2 separate regions of the Ovis aries genome follow, and region 2 is linked to region 1. Evidence: chromatin contacts called from public Hi-C data. All regions are on one chromosome and are shown on one strand. Each heading gives the region's core, a stretch centred on a gene start, on an enhancer-like site or on the middle of the called end of the contact. The rest is flanking DNA. Distances are from core to core; before and after follow the strand shown. Region 1 overlaps TEX14 (testis expressed 14, intercellular bridge forming factor). Region 2 holds the start of TEX14 (testis expressed 14, intercellular bridge forming factor).

Region 1 (2,676 bases), core at 66-2,565:
ATGATGTTTTCATCTCTACTTCCCTCCCTGCACTGAGCCCCACCTACTCAGGTCAGGATCATAAGGCTCACCAGCACCCACCGCCTTCTCACATCTTCCAGGATGCACAGCTGTGGTGCATTTCCCAGCCTGCCTGCAGGGAAGAGGTGACTGGGTGCTGGGCCTTGTAAAGTGGGAAGTAATGATATACCTACTTCCGGTAGTCCCTAAATCCCTCCACGCGTCCCTCCAGGCTTGCTCTTTCTCAATGAGCAGCGATGCGGAGGACACAGTGGGAGGCTGAGGCCTGGGGGCCAGTGGAGCCCCGGAAGGGAGGAATGCAGAGCACGGTGAATGCCACCCCTTCCCAACACACACACGCTGCATGGCAAGGTGAGTGAGAAATACTTGGGCTGTGTGAAGCCACAGAAAATTCTGAAAACTTACAGTCTGGCTAACATGTGCTCATGCCTGTCAAATATTCATTATAATGAACAGAAGTAACTTCCCCAAAGCCCCTCTAACCTGGGCTGACAGGGGAAGACACTGGGAAACCTCTTCCTCCATTGATAAGGCAGTTCAGCCCACCAATGAGGGATCCTGCCCAGGTCAGATTCTCTCTCTACAGCAAAGCACCCACCCTGGGGAGACCCTGTTTGGAAGTCATGATCGAGGTGCGCCCACCTTTCCATCATGTACTCCAGGTTGGCCAGCCTCGCTTCCCCTGTGGAGACAATGTGGATGGCGTAGGAGCTGAGGGAGCGGTGGATAAAGCCCCGGGAATGCAGGTATCTCAGGGCATCGGAGATCTGGAGCAGCAGGTGCACGATCACCTCCATGTGCAACACGGGGAACTGGGCCCGCTATAAGCAAGAACAAAGAATGCTGCAAAGGGCTTCACAGTTTCCAGTCTTTTGTATTGACCTTCATGACAGCCACCTGGTGTCATGACAGCCACCTGCTGTCATGGTGGGGAACCTAAGATTCAATGAGGTTAAGTGACCAGCCTGAGGTCCCACTGACTCAGGGCCCCTGACTCCAAACCTGGGTTCCTCTCCCTTAGCCAAGCTGCTTGATATTACAAGAAAAATGAGGAGAAAAGTCCTCAAACCTGGTCTGCACCTCCAGTGTGGGCCCCACCGCCACTGGCAATGCCAAGCCTGTGCTGCGGGAGAACTTGACACACAAAGGACAATCCAGCCCCTGCTGCAGTCAGAGGACCTAGAAAGTTCACTCCAGGAGGACAGAAATCCCCTCATACTAAGACACCCAGTCACAGGAGCTCTCTTCTCTCCCCAGAAGTGGCATTGTAAGTCAACGCCCTCCCCCGAGGAGAGGAAAGGGAACTCTAACACTGAGAGGCGAAACCGAAACCCAGGCAGGAGGAGGGATGAGCCGTTTCAGGGAAGAGCCCTTCCTGCAGGCTCTTTTCTCACTCCAACCCAGGGTCTTCAAAACAAAGCCATGGAGAAAGAAAAACCAATCTGTCAGGACCTTTTGGAAGTCACATTTCAGGCCAAAGCAAGCTCCCAAGGAGTCTGTGTGTCCCATACCCTCCTCCAGGAAAGCTGAAAAGTAGGAAGGGACAGACAAGACCTTGCATATAAAGGTCCCAGAGGGCAGCGGTCCCCAAACTTTCTGGCACCAGGGACCAGTTTTGCGGAAGACAAGTTTTCCACAAGATGGGGGCGGGGGAGGTAAAGTCTCCAGATGCTCCAAGCACGCCACATTCACTGCGCACTTTATCTCTATTATTACATCAGCGCCATCGTAGACCATCAGGCTCTAGGAGGCTGAGGGCCCCTGCGTTAGGGCACAAGGGAAAATGCCAGGAAACAAGGCCAGAGACTGTTTGGTTACTGTGAGCTACAAGTGCGGCTGTGTGTTTTCTGGGTCTACTGAGCTCTCAGATGTGTGATTTAAAAAGCCAGACTAACAATAATAAAATCACACTAGTTCCAATGTGCTGATTAGCTTTAAACGGTGCATTATACAGCCCCCCTCAGAGTAAAGAATTAGGAGATTTCTCTTCTATGCGTGCACGAATGGGAACTCTGCTCCTGGGGTAAAAGAAGAGAGAGAAAGGGAAAGGAGAGCTGGAGTGGCGGGGAAAGGCAGCAAGGGGAAAATGCAGGGAAACAGGCATTCACCCGTTCGTGGAGGACACTGAACAGCGTGCCCACCGTGACGCGCTCATACACGAGGCGGGTCTTCTCCAGGTCCGGGGACAGGCACACAGCCATCAGCTGCAGCAGGTGGGGGTGCCGCAACTTGCTGCAGAGGCAAAGAGGACAGGATGGAACGATGGGCGCTTTCCTTTCTTCTGGGCTCCCTGAACACATTCCACACAAATTCTATTTACACACAATGTTTTGCTAAGAAAGTGGGATGGGGTAGGGGTTGAGTTCTCTGTCGATGGAATTCTCGGCTTTTCACTGATCAGAACCTGAAGGCTTAGGGTCATCAATGACAATGTCACTAACAGCTACTGAGAAAGGGACTCGACATACATCACCTTGATCCTAACAACTAGCTACAGGAAAGGTGCCATTACAGTTACACTCATAGAGATCAAGAAGCAAAGGCCAGGGAGAGGTCAGGCCCAAGGTCACACATCCCACCCAGCCTCACATCAGAATCCACGTTACGAGCCTGTCCAGCCTCCTTGAGTCCCTTTAGGCTGACTTCCCCAAAACG
Region 2 (2,676 bases), core at 120-2,619, 72 kb after region 1:
CCTATACACCTTTGTCTTTGTGGACCCTTCCTCCATGAAAAACGTATTAATATAAAAAGATTACATTGTTATATACATTTTCTTCCACCTAAAAATTCATCTTTTTTTCTTCTGATTTTAAAAGAAGCACCTTATGCAGCACTGTGCCTTCAGTACCGAGTAATGTTTCAGTCCATCTTAGATTCTGTGGCAGTTTGGGTGGATCCCAGGCAGCTACAAGTGAGAGCTGAGTGTCAAAGATTGATGAGGGAAGGCAGGGCATTCCAGGAAGGGGAAGCATGTTATAGAAGTAATACAGCAAGACCTCCTGGAGACTTTTTCAAAATAAGGGAGAAATGATGGCCAACAGAATATAATGTGAACAACATGTAATTTTACAAGTTTTGGTAACCACATATAAAAGGCTAAAAGAACTGAAAACAGTTTTAATAACATGCTTTTCTTATCCCCATACACCCAAAATGGTATATAACTGCAAAATATAACCAGCCTAAAAAAAATTGAGATATTGTAACACTCCAAAACTAAAAACGTTCAAAACCATTCAGGTAAACTCAGGTCCTAAAGCTCAGACAGCTGAAGTTAAATAAATAATCCTGACAAAACCCAAAAGGCCTGTACCTGGCAGAAGAACGTTCCATAGTGGTTTAGTATTTAAGATCTCTATTTCACTACGTCTGTGTATTGTACTCACCACTACCCACCTACTTTTATGTGATAACCCCTTCAGCATTAGAGATGAGCCACTAGACCCCTTTAAGATACAAAGAGGACAGGGGAAAGCACCAACACAGTCCCCCACTACCACAAATTATGCAACCGAGTTATCCACATCTGGGGAAATCGCTGGGGTCAGCTCATCTAGGGTGCAATGGATGAGCCTCGCCCCGGGAAAACCACCCGACCCTGGTTATCTTCCCCGAGGCTGACCTTGGCACTACCCGCTGCTGCGCACACCACTATATTAAGGTCTGGGTCACTCCTGAAACGATTCCAATTGACCTTTATCTTAGCGATCCAAATAAACATAGTTTCGAACTGTATTTTACTATTGTTAATAGATAACCCCGTATTTCCGGGGAAAGCCGTTCCAAACGCCCTGAGCCATCCCTGTGCCTACACCACCGCGCCCCCTGCCGGCCGCCTCCTCCAACAACTCGCCGCGCCCGGATCCTTTCCCGACAGAAACCCACCGCGTCCCAAGGCAGGCTAACTGAAGGTCTCCGGATCTCCCAGTGTGGAGTCCCATGGGGCACACCCACGCGGAAGAATTGTTCAGTCGTCAGTCGACTTCATCCTTGCCTGGCTCCCAACGCTTCAGACCAGATCAGGGAGAGGAGCCGGGCATCCGACGCGAGAATATCTTGGCTACGGGCTTGAGGCTGGACTCCGGTGTTCAAGCTGCACGATTCGAGATAAGCTTCTCCTCTCAGAATCAGTTTGTGCAGAATGAAGAGGAAACAGCTAGTGAGATCCCTCACTGAGCGCAGGCCTCACCCAGGCTTTATCTCCTGCCCCTGCTCTGTTCACATCCCCCATCCGCCTCTCAGAATGGGCAGAATCCTCAGGGAATAGACGGAGTCCATCCCTACCGTTGCCCTCTGTATTTTTCCTTTCTCCTCATCTCTGTGTTTGGCTAAGTTATATATATATATCCTGTTTTGTTGCTATTCTATTCTCCCAGCATTTTATGTTTTGAACCAAGGTAAGTTTCTCTTGCCTCCTGACTACTTATTGACAGAGGGGAGTCTGACCTTTCAGGTCTCTAGATTCTTCAGACTCTAGATACCATGTGACCCACTAGCCCCTCAACCATCTCATCTTCCTCCTGCTTCAGCAGAGCACAATTCCTGCATGTGGTCCCAGATCCTACTCTTGGTCTCCCCAGCACTGCTGGAGGAAGTTGTGATCCTCCTACCCCAAATTCACGTGAACTGCAGTCACATCTTCACTGCTATTTGGCATTCTTCTTATACACATCTTTTCAGTCCCCTCTACCCTCATGTTTTAAACCTCCACCTAAATCAGTGCTTCTCAGTGACTATGTCACTGCTCTCAAGGGGTGATTTTGAAAGTTTGTGGGGACATTTCGGTTTCCTTGGGTAGCCAGGCCAAGCATTTGCATATTAAAACACTTTATTATAATATTTTGTCTCCTATATATTAGTTAGAACATTTATATCAATTGTGGGAGAACTTATATAAATTACATTTCTAGAAACATCTTGAATATTCATATTTTCCATGAATATACTATGAATAGTAAAGGAAATATTACTATTTGTTATAGAAAGGGACCCTAAGGTTTTACAGAATTGAGAACCACAATCCTAATCCAATCACACCCATTCTTTTTATAGGAGTGAGAACAATTTAGCTTCTCCTTTATTTCAAAAGTACAAATGAATGCTTTTCCCACCAGTGTTTCTCAAAGTGAAAGCATGAACATCATCTACTGAACCAATGTTTGGCTATGAGATCTGAGTGTTGCCGTGCCATCCTCCAGGGGATCGAGAGGGGTCTTCCCCACCCAGGGATCAAACCTGCATCTCTTATGTCTCCTGCATTGGCAGGCGGGTTCTTTACCACTAGCGCCACCTTGGAAGCCCCTCATTCCACATTCGCTCCCAATTCCCTCCTCTAGGATCTTAGCCCTTTCCGCTGACCTGGCTTTAG

Evidence for each region. A called contact is a pair of places that touch in the nucleus more often than the background predicts.
Region 2: a contact with region 1 is called in a Hi-C map of liver, with 5 times the contacts expected there. The contact joins the promoter of TEX14 here to the enhancer-like site in region 1. A contact is called at or near these places in 13 of 16 Hi-C or Micro-C datasets (blood, hypothalamus, liver and 6 more).

Annotation. Positions count from the first base shown.
Region 1 is chr11:9,258,211-9,260,886 of ARS-UI_Ramb_v3.0, forward strand. It overlaps TEX14 (testis expressed 14, intercellular bridge forming factor), which reads right to left. Exons shown (of 32, transcript XM_060395121.1): 9 at 2,130-2,253; 10 at 664-842. Among named protein-coding and RNA genes, the nearest start is that of TEX14, 72 kb to the right of the region's middle. Within about 2 kb of position 1,316, at least 20 of the 54 cell types and tissues checked have an H3K27ac peak or open chromatin away from gene starts, as enhancers often do. A contact at or near this core is called in liver, where this site is marked.
Region 2 is chr11:9,330,313-9,332,988 of ARS-UI_Ramb_v3.0, forward strand. TEX14 (testis expressed 14, intercellular bridge forming factor) reads right to left here and starts at 1,370. Exons shown (of 32, transcript XM_060395121.1): 1 at 1,194-1,370. The coding sequence starts at 1,249. It also overlaps the pseudogene LOC114117105.